Regions from separate parts of the Triticum aestivum genome. Here region 2 is linked to region 1. Evidence: chromatin contacts called from public Hi-C data. All regions are on one chromosome and are shown on one strand. Each heading gives the region's core, a stretch centred on a gene start, on an enhancer-like site or on the middle of the called end of the contact. The rest is flanking DNA. Distances are from core to core; before and after follow the strand shown.

Region 1 (4,212 bases), core at 1,458-3,957:
CACAGCTTGGTCTTGAAGTTGCTTCCCTGCCCACTGCCGCCGCCGCCGCGGTGAGATCCTCCAGCCGGGATCACGCCCGGCGGAGGAGCGTTGGCACCGCCACTGATCCTGAAGATCAACTCCCTGAGCATGGCGCTGGCGTTGTTGATCTGATCAAACGTGCCCTCGAGCTCAATGTTTTTCAAGGCCTCGTTCGATTCGTGGTCCCGGATGGCCAGCTTGGCCCCGGTGACCCGGGATATCTGCTTTGTGTTGACTCCGCCCCGCCCGATGATGGCGCCTGCGAGGGATGCATCGACGCTGACCTTGGCTGTGGAAGAAGCCCCGAAGCCTGCCGGGGTGGCCATGCCAGGGCTGGGCATTGCCGGAGGTCCAAAGTGACCAGTGGGCCTTGGTCCCATATGGGGTGGCATGGAGTTGTTGATGAACGTCTGCTTGCCGAGCTCCCTCTCACCATGTGCAAAGTGGCACTTGTCGCCCCATTTGCATCCCTCTGCAGTGTTATACTTGTTGCACAATTTAGTCTTGACAGTTGGTGTAGGGTGGCCATCTGGAACAGCAGATCCTGAGGGCATTCTTCCTTGGGGATGTGCAAATGCTTGGCCACCTAGGTTGCTCATCTTTGCAACAGCCTGGTGGCCACCGGGGAAGTAATGGAGGAAATGGCAACCCTCACCAAAGGGGCAACCAGCGGTACTGCACAATGAGAATAAGATATGGGTAAGTAAATTAATTAGCAAAACAATTCATTTAAGCACAACTGATATTGACTGGGAGGATGCAGACATCAAAATTCATAAGCCAAAAGGCTCAGGAATATGATTACAGGTGTTGATAGCATCTGAAGAACAATAAACATCCTAGGGCAAACTTACAATCCAAATGGACAGAAGAGAAGTTCTACAGTGAATGATGTTCTGATATAGAGTGGAACTAATCTACATTTCGAATGTTTGTTGATAATAATCATTTCTCTGTGTTGGCTCATTCTGCATCACCAAATCATATGCAGTTTGGCAGACAAGAAACTATTCATGTGCGTTTCGGCAAGAGAAAAAATTGAACAGTTCCATAGTCAACATTCTCTGCTATATGTGTCTTCATCAAAGTACTTAAATACTGATGTTTGTTGAACGTCTGTTTCAGGAAGGCTCTCTTACGGATCATAAGTACAAATTTTATTACTGCTTGTGATGCTTCAATGACTCAACAAGCAACTGTTGATGGACATATAATTTTAAACCATACAGTAAAACTATTCTTGCATGTACCAAATGTTAGAATAAATAGTATATATCAAGAAGGATATATGTGGCAGAATTTCAGGTGTCCAACTCATATATTCAATCTTCTTTTCTCTCAATTTGATAAGAGGCTGTATCATGATATTACTGGCAGAATTTCAAGTGTCCAACTCATATATTCAATCTTCTTTTCTCTCAATTCAACAAGAGGCTGTATCATATGATATTACTGGCTGGTTGTTCGTCTGAAAAGAAGTTACATATCCTTATACTGTTCTTGCACTTTCACATATTCAGAAGTGATTTTGCACAGCCCATGCACATTCCAATTTTTACTCCAGTGGAAGTTCTTAAGCTTGGATTAGGGAGAACCTGTCGCACAATCTTGCTTAAATGATTTGTTAGCAGCAAGCATTCTTTCAAGATAAAAGTAAAGTTTTAACAAAATAACAGGTATGCAGAATAAATGTTACCAGGTGGAGTTCATTTTAAGTTGGACTATAACCTGAAAAATTTGGTGCATGGCTTCGATTTGCTTCCTACGCCGGTTTGAAATGACTCCGATTCTGTTGAATCAAATTAATTATGCGCGCCAAGTTAATAAGCTGTTGATTAACTAATCGCGATGCATAAAAGGACATTAATAGGCTGTTGACTAATTGTACAATATAGTGCATTAGTCGAAGCATAGATTACTAGTAGGAACTCTTCAGCTTGAACTAGTATCCAGCACTCAGAGCCTCGCTCCAAACTCCAGGCGAATTGTTGAGTAGGGAGCGAGGGCATGCCAAGTATTAATGCGCAGAATACAGAAAAAAAGAGGCAGACAGCTCCAATCGAGCAAGGCAACAATACGCGACATTTAATAGGCGAATATTCATGTGCTCGGGTAAAATTACTGATCCCCAACAAACCAGCATGCGGCGAATTGGCATATCGTAAGCAACGCGAGCTTCTGAATACCCCCAAAACCCAACCATGGAGAAGTACAGATCCCATCAGGCCACCGCACCACCTAGCTTCCCCCCAAAAAAAAAATCCCAAAACCCTAACCTAGCAACAGAGCAACTCAGCGGCATTCCCCGGGAACACTAAGCCGGAAGCTTCACCGGACTACAGAAGAAGGGCGCCCTAGAGAAGCCGCCGGGGAGGGTGATTTAGGGCAGGGCTCCACCCGACTCACCTCGCGTGCGCTTGCCTCCGACGGCGGCGCCGTCGGCCGTGCCCCTCTTGCGTCCGCCGCCTTCCATCGCTGCGTGCGCGCACGCGGTAGCTCCGGCGAGCTTGGCTAGGGTTTGTGGCCTGTGAGTCGTGGCGGCGAGCAGGGACGGAGGGAGGCTACCGGAACGGCACGGCACGGTCGCTGAAGAGATCCGGACGGAGGAGTGAGGAAAGGCTTAAAAGGCTACCGGTCGGATAGGCTACGGGCGCGGTGTTGGGTCGGACGGCCGGCCCGGATGGGTCGAGAAGACATTTTAGTTGTTTTTTCCTCTCCATTTCGTGGTACTTAAATTCTGAGCGCGGTGTTGGGTCAAACGGCCGGGTCGGATGGTTCGAGAAGACATTTTAATATTATTTTTGTTTTTCTTCTCCTCTTCGTTTCTTTGTTTCGCGGTGCCTAAATTTTTGAAATCTAATCTGCCCACAGTCATACTTCACTATGAAACGTGGGAGCTTGTCAAAATAACATAATTTCATGCAGAATGGTAGTGATATCCATTCACTTAATGTAAAAAATGAATTAGAGGGGTCGACACATTTCTATGAACAAATTATATCCGTTTCATAGAAATCTCTCATGTATTACTTCATGCATGCTACTTTCTTCCGCATTTGAAACCATTGACACTCTACCTTTTGGGTTGTCGTTCATTCACAAGCTCGTGGCCCGTTGCAAATGTGCCATGATATCACTCAGAACTTTGTCGTCAACCTCACCCCTCGGCTCATCCTTCACCACCCATCCCCTTTCATGCTCATGTGATCCCTCCAGCGGCTTCCCAGTCACCGTCTCCCATGGAGTTTCCACACCATCTTCTGCTCTCACCTTCTTTAATGCCCTGGCAGCCACCCCCCTCGTGTGGCGCCACTACTCCGTTTCGTGCAATGAAGATGAGGAACACTACATAAAATAGGACGGGGGTTGAACATGAGGCTGGATTTCCACATCCATATTTCTCCACACAAGTGATACTATGTGAATGCTTACGGTGACGAGAATCATGACGTGGTGAGCAGTACCTCCTGAATGGCATTCTTGTGTCGGCGGAATGACAAGGAGCTTAGGGAGGGGGGGAGCTCTTCATCGTTGGTTGTCGCTCTGTCGACGACGACGTACGCATGGGATTTCTTCCCCTTCACCATTGGTGATGTCACCGGGGAAGTGCCTAGCCGGTACAACAACTTCTTGGTCTTCGACTACCCACATGACTCATCTACCACATTTTAATCTGCGTTTTTTCTTGTTTTGTAAGGTGATCTTCATAGGGTATAGGATGATCATCCTTGATGATTATCAACATGGGTGCGCGGCAAGGGTGTTCACCAAGCATGACATCCAACACTCCGACCCATAGACATCTCCCAAGTATGCAAATTTCATTACCCCTTCAACACATTCAGCTTCCTCTCTTGCCCCCCTGGTTGGATCAAGATCGAATCCCTTCCTCCAAGCTGGCCATTTTATGCTCTTTTTGTGTTTTGTGTTTTGTGTTTTGAGTTTTTTTTTGTGTTCACTTACTTAATTTCCCCATGTGGGTTCTTATGCTGAATCGACAAGGCGTACCTCTTTCCCAATGAAATGACGATGTCGAAGTTGCAACACAACACAGGAGAACTGCAACAACCTTGAACCCATTGGATTTGTGATTGCTATGAGATGAAAGAGCATGAGGCCATGGATGGAGGAGGGAGGCGATGGGAGGTGGGCAGGCGCTCTGCGGCGAAAGCAGTGAACCCTAGCGAGTAG
Region 2 (4,341 bases), core at 478-2,977, 510 kb after region 1:
AAATATCAGTGCATTTGCAGTATCTTTGGTTTCAGCCAAAGGCAAATATCTAGCACTAATCAAGAGATTTGTAAATCTCATGGTAAATGGACCCACAACATTGCAAATAACAGAAATCAAGTACACGATTACACATCAGATATCGTGAGGGTGCACTAAAGGTTGCATGTCTTATGATGTTGTACAACTCTAGTTCCAATTAAGCCAGTTAGGCAAAAAGTAAACCTTAGTACCTTACAGTCAAATCAGCATTTCGGACATTGATAATAAAATATGTTCCAGAATTCAAACACGCAAACTATAAACAAACCCCTGTGTAGAAGGCCGAATGCCTAATGTTGCATCTAGAAAGCAGTAGGACAAATTACCCAGTTGTGCCAAATAATAGGATGCATGGAAATAAAGTTCCTGTGAATTAAGCTAGTATTGTACATAAGGATAGGACAAACAATTTCAATGTCTGTTTGGACAGTAGTGCTTCTTAAAGGTGCAAGAGAACGGGAAAAAGTACTTACTACTTACCACAGAATACAGATGACCATCATAACAAACACAGCAAGGACAAGCTTGGTATTATCTGCGAAAATAATGATAATGAGAATCATATGCAAATTTCAAATGTAATTCTACATATCAACTTCATATGTCCCTCCCTACTTGCCTCTCTCTAACACACACACGCAATAAACATAATAAATCAGCCAAAAAACAAATATGATAGCAGGCTATACATTGTTTTTATTTTTGGATCCACAGTTATGTAGGGACTAGGGAGGTAAGGTGTCAAAAACACGCCCTGGAGGCAAGCATAGGGTCGACTATATTTCATTGTATTCGTGATTTTTTTGATAGTTTGTTCAGTGAATAATATCACCACAAGTGTGACTTCGTTGTGAATACTCCGTGTTTATGTTTACAATGTTTATTTTAAACAGATCTTGGAACGTTAAACCTATGAGATTCGTATTTCATAATTATAGAGATGGAGATATTAAACCAACAACACAAGACACATGTTTGAGGGTGTGGCACCCACAGCCACTATGAAACAACACAAGAACATTGTATTCTTCGTGTCGACGGGTAGTCTTACAAACAATGTGTGCTCAAGATGTGTAATTACTAATAGGAGAAATGGTTCGAATCTTCAAGCAGGAAAGCTACTCGTATCCCCTAGTACCCCTTTTTTGCCCGTGAAAGAGAAAGGATCTCTTCATCTGCGCGCGCGCGCATGTTCAGACAAGATTATGACCTCAAAACACTTCGGTTTTACCCCAGCCCTATTTTCGCCTCAAGACGCTAAAGCGGGGGTTCAAACAAACGACGAGCTCCCCGGCCCAAGTTCAGCCACGCATCACTGGACACGCGCACCCGCATCGCCGCTCAGCCCGCGGCAGCCCCGCGCGCGAACCATTCGCTGGCCGGCGTTGATTAGGGTTTTGTGGAGTTCCGAGAAAAGGGGATTGCGTGGCCTCAACGGCCGGGAGAGAGGGCGGCGCGTACCTAATCGGCGGAGGAGGCGGCGGGGGGCGGGCCGGGACGCGAGCCTCCGGCGAAGGGAAGCGGGCGACGCCGACGAAGGGGAGGCGAAGGTGGGGGGAGGGTTTGCGGTTTGCGCTCGAAATCTGACGAAGGGGGGCGGGCGGCTCTCTGTTCGCACCAGCGGCGGCCGAGCAAATGAGTACTCGCGCTTGTGAGCGGACGTGAGGTCAAGGGGTTAAGGGGTTGGAGCCCAAACTAGGTATGGATCCGGACGGTATCGGGTGCGAGCCCCGTCACAGGTCTGGTGGGGTCTCTCTGATGGGGCCGTACCCACAGCCAGATTTTGACGGGTTCGGACTTTGGCTCCAATTATTACATAATGAATAAAAATTGTTTTTCTTTACCATCCGCCTAACCTAACCAAAGATCTGGCATTCACCCAGCGAGGGTAAGTTCGAGGAAATAATATCTCGCCCTAAAGTCTGACTCATGCAGCTGCGCTCACTCGCTGGCGCGAGTGCATGGACTACAGTCGTCCGATGCGATGTGCCTGCGCGCGATTCGTCCCGACCAGATGTCCGTTATGGATTGCGCGAAACGTGGGGCGAGTGGTGGCCCGGCCCCTTTATTCCAGGCGAAACCGCTCCCCCCGCCCACACCCCCCGCTCATCTTGTTCGAAACCACCCGCAGCCCCCGCAGATTTCATTCGAACTCCTCTCTCTCTTCCTTTCCTCTCCTCTAGCAACGGCCCGGCGAGGCGGGGTGCTGCAGTGGTGGATCCGACGTGGAGTCGCCGGTGCGGGAGGCCGTCCACGAGCGCCGCGAGTCGCCGGCTGCAGGCGGAGGTAAACCGCTATTTCCTCCTCCCCTGCTCCCCTCTTTTTCTCGCTCTGCTCCCCTGTTTGCGCTCCATGGAGTTAGGGTTTCGATGAGGGGGCGGGCACGAGGTTGTCCATGGCGTCCTCAGGCTCCGCGTCGTGAATGCTTTTGGAGGGCATGGCGTTGCTATGGCGGGGGAGGGGAGGGGTGGGTTTGTGCTAGGGGTAGGCGGGATTGAGTCGCTGTAAGGGGATACACGCGACCGAATCCTAGTGACGGGCGCATAGGATTCGTGTTTTCGATGTTGCTTGCTTCTCAAGACGCAGTTGCTCATAATTTCGATGGAGTTGCTTAGATTTTTCCTATAATTTGTGAGATGGAGGGACAGGGCAAGGGGATGCATCTTACCGGGGGCAGTTGCTCATTTTTTTGATGGCAGTTGCTCATAAATTCGATGCTAGTTGCTTAGTTTTTTGCTACAAATTTTTGCGAGGGGAGGGTCAGGGGATGCATCTTACTTGGGTAGTTGTTCATAAATTTGATGCTAGTTGCTTAGATTTTTTTCTACAAATTTGCGAGGAGGCGGGTCAGGGGATGTATCTGACTTGGGCAGTTCATCGAGGGGTCAGGGGATGCACTGTTTTTTGGGGGGAAATGGTTTTTGTGATTGGTTGATTTTAGTTTTAGTTATTGCCTAGATTTGCAACACCAAGTTGATGTCCTTTTTGTAGTGTTCTTTAAATTTACTGTATGAAACATGACGTTGCTTATATCCACCATCGAGTTGCGGTCCTTCATTGCAACTATGAATAGGAGATGAGATATCTCTCATGAATAAGCGGCAAAGCCTGAGTGTTTTTGATCTTTTAGCTAATGTGATGAAGATGAACATGTGACTTTTTTTGTGATGAGTAGTTTTTTATGTGCTTTATTTTTAGTTGCCACAAAATAATGAGTAGTTGCATAGTTCTCAATACCAAATTGCTTTTGCAAGCACTAGCAATTCAGTTGTTGAGTTATCTCTGGGTAGGGAATAAATGGAGTTTTGTTCACCTCCAAATGACAGTGATGTTAGCTCCAGATGCAAGTAGTATCATTTGAGCAGTTGAGTTATAGGGCTTTTGTATCTGGTTGTATCTGTTTTCATGAACATGGTTTTTTTTGTGTTTTCTTGTACATAATGGCTCCAAAAAGCAAAAGGCATGCGGGTAGAACTGATGGTGAAAATGAGGGAGAAGAAGTGGCAGCTCAACCAGCAAGGAGTAATGTTGGACGCAAGCGCGGGCGGGAGAATCAGGATCCTGTACGGGGTGGTTGGGCAGGGAAACGGGCCACCAATTATGCCCGGGGTGGTCGGGCAGGGAAACGGGGCACTGATTCCGCCCCTCGTGATGAAGGAGGGAGAAATCTGAAACGTGCGAAGAAAGTTGCGGATGAGCTATTTTTCTTATGAAAAACTTGAAAGAAGGGAGGCATCCTTGAAATATGTAATGCTCAAGTCAGCATGGCATTTTCTTTTTGTATATGCACTCCTATCATTTGATAAGCAGCAGAATAGCAGTGTAGCAGTTGCCTAGTTTAGTACTAACAGTTGCAGTTCAATATAGATCTAGTTGCTTAGTTTAGTACAGTGAGTTGCTCAGCTTAATATAGTGGGTTGCTCATTTTTTAAATTTGTATGCAAATTGGTAGCAGTGGGCCACCACCGAGGAACAGGGCATCACCTTCAAGATTTTTCTCCTAAACAGTGGCCTCGATGATACACAAAAGGATGCCATTGGTGATATAAGCTTTGGGATGTGCTTGATATCGGGACAAGAACAATGAAAGGAGATCTTGTGAAGTTTGTGACGAAGTGTTATGATCCAGAGTTGTCGCAGCTTGTTATCCCAGATAGGGGGAAGATCCCAGTTGATGCAGCAAGCGTAGAAAGAATCTGGGGTTTGCCAAGGGGGCAGAGGAAGGTTGCATATGAAGTGGAGCCAGACGTAGTTAGGTTGTTCAATGAGATGTTCGACATCCCGACAGGGCCCGCGCCA

What was found. Hi-C and Micro-C count contacts between places; a contact is called where the count stands out from the background.
Region 2: a Hi-C map of leaf shows a contact between it and region 1, with 6 times the contacts expected there. The contact joins the promoter of LOC123132660 here to the promoter of LOC123132658 in region 1. A contact is called at or near these places in 2 of 5 Hi-C or Micro-C datasets (both in leaf).

The regions. Positions count from the first base shown.
Region 1 is chr6A:172,588,929-172,593,140 of IWGSC CS RefSeq v2.1, forward strand. LOC123132658 (zinc finger CCCH domain-containing protein 14) reads right to left here and starts at 2,708. Exons shown (of 3, transcript XM_044552512.1): 1 at 2,428-2,708; 2 at 1,750-1,810; 3 at 1-696. The coding sequence starts at 2,494.
Region 2 is chr6A:173,101,054-173,105,394 of IWGSC CS RefSeq v2.1, forward strand. It overlaps LOC123132660, which reads right to left and starts at 1,728. Exons shown (of 3, transcript XM_044552514.1): 1 at 1,504-1,728; 2 at 523-577.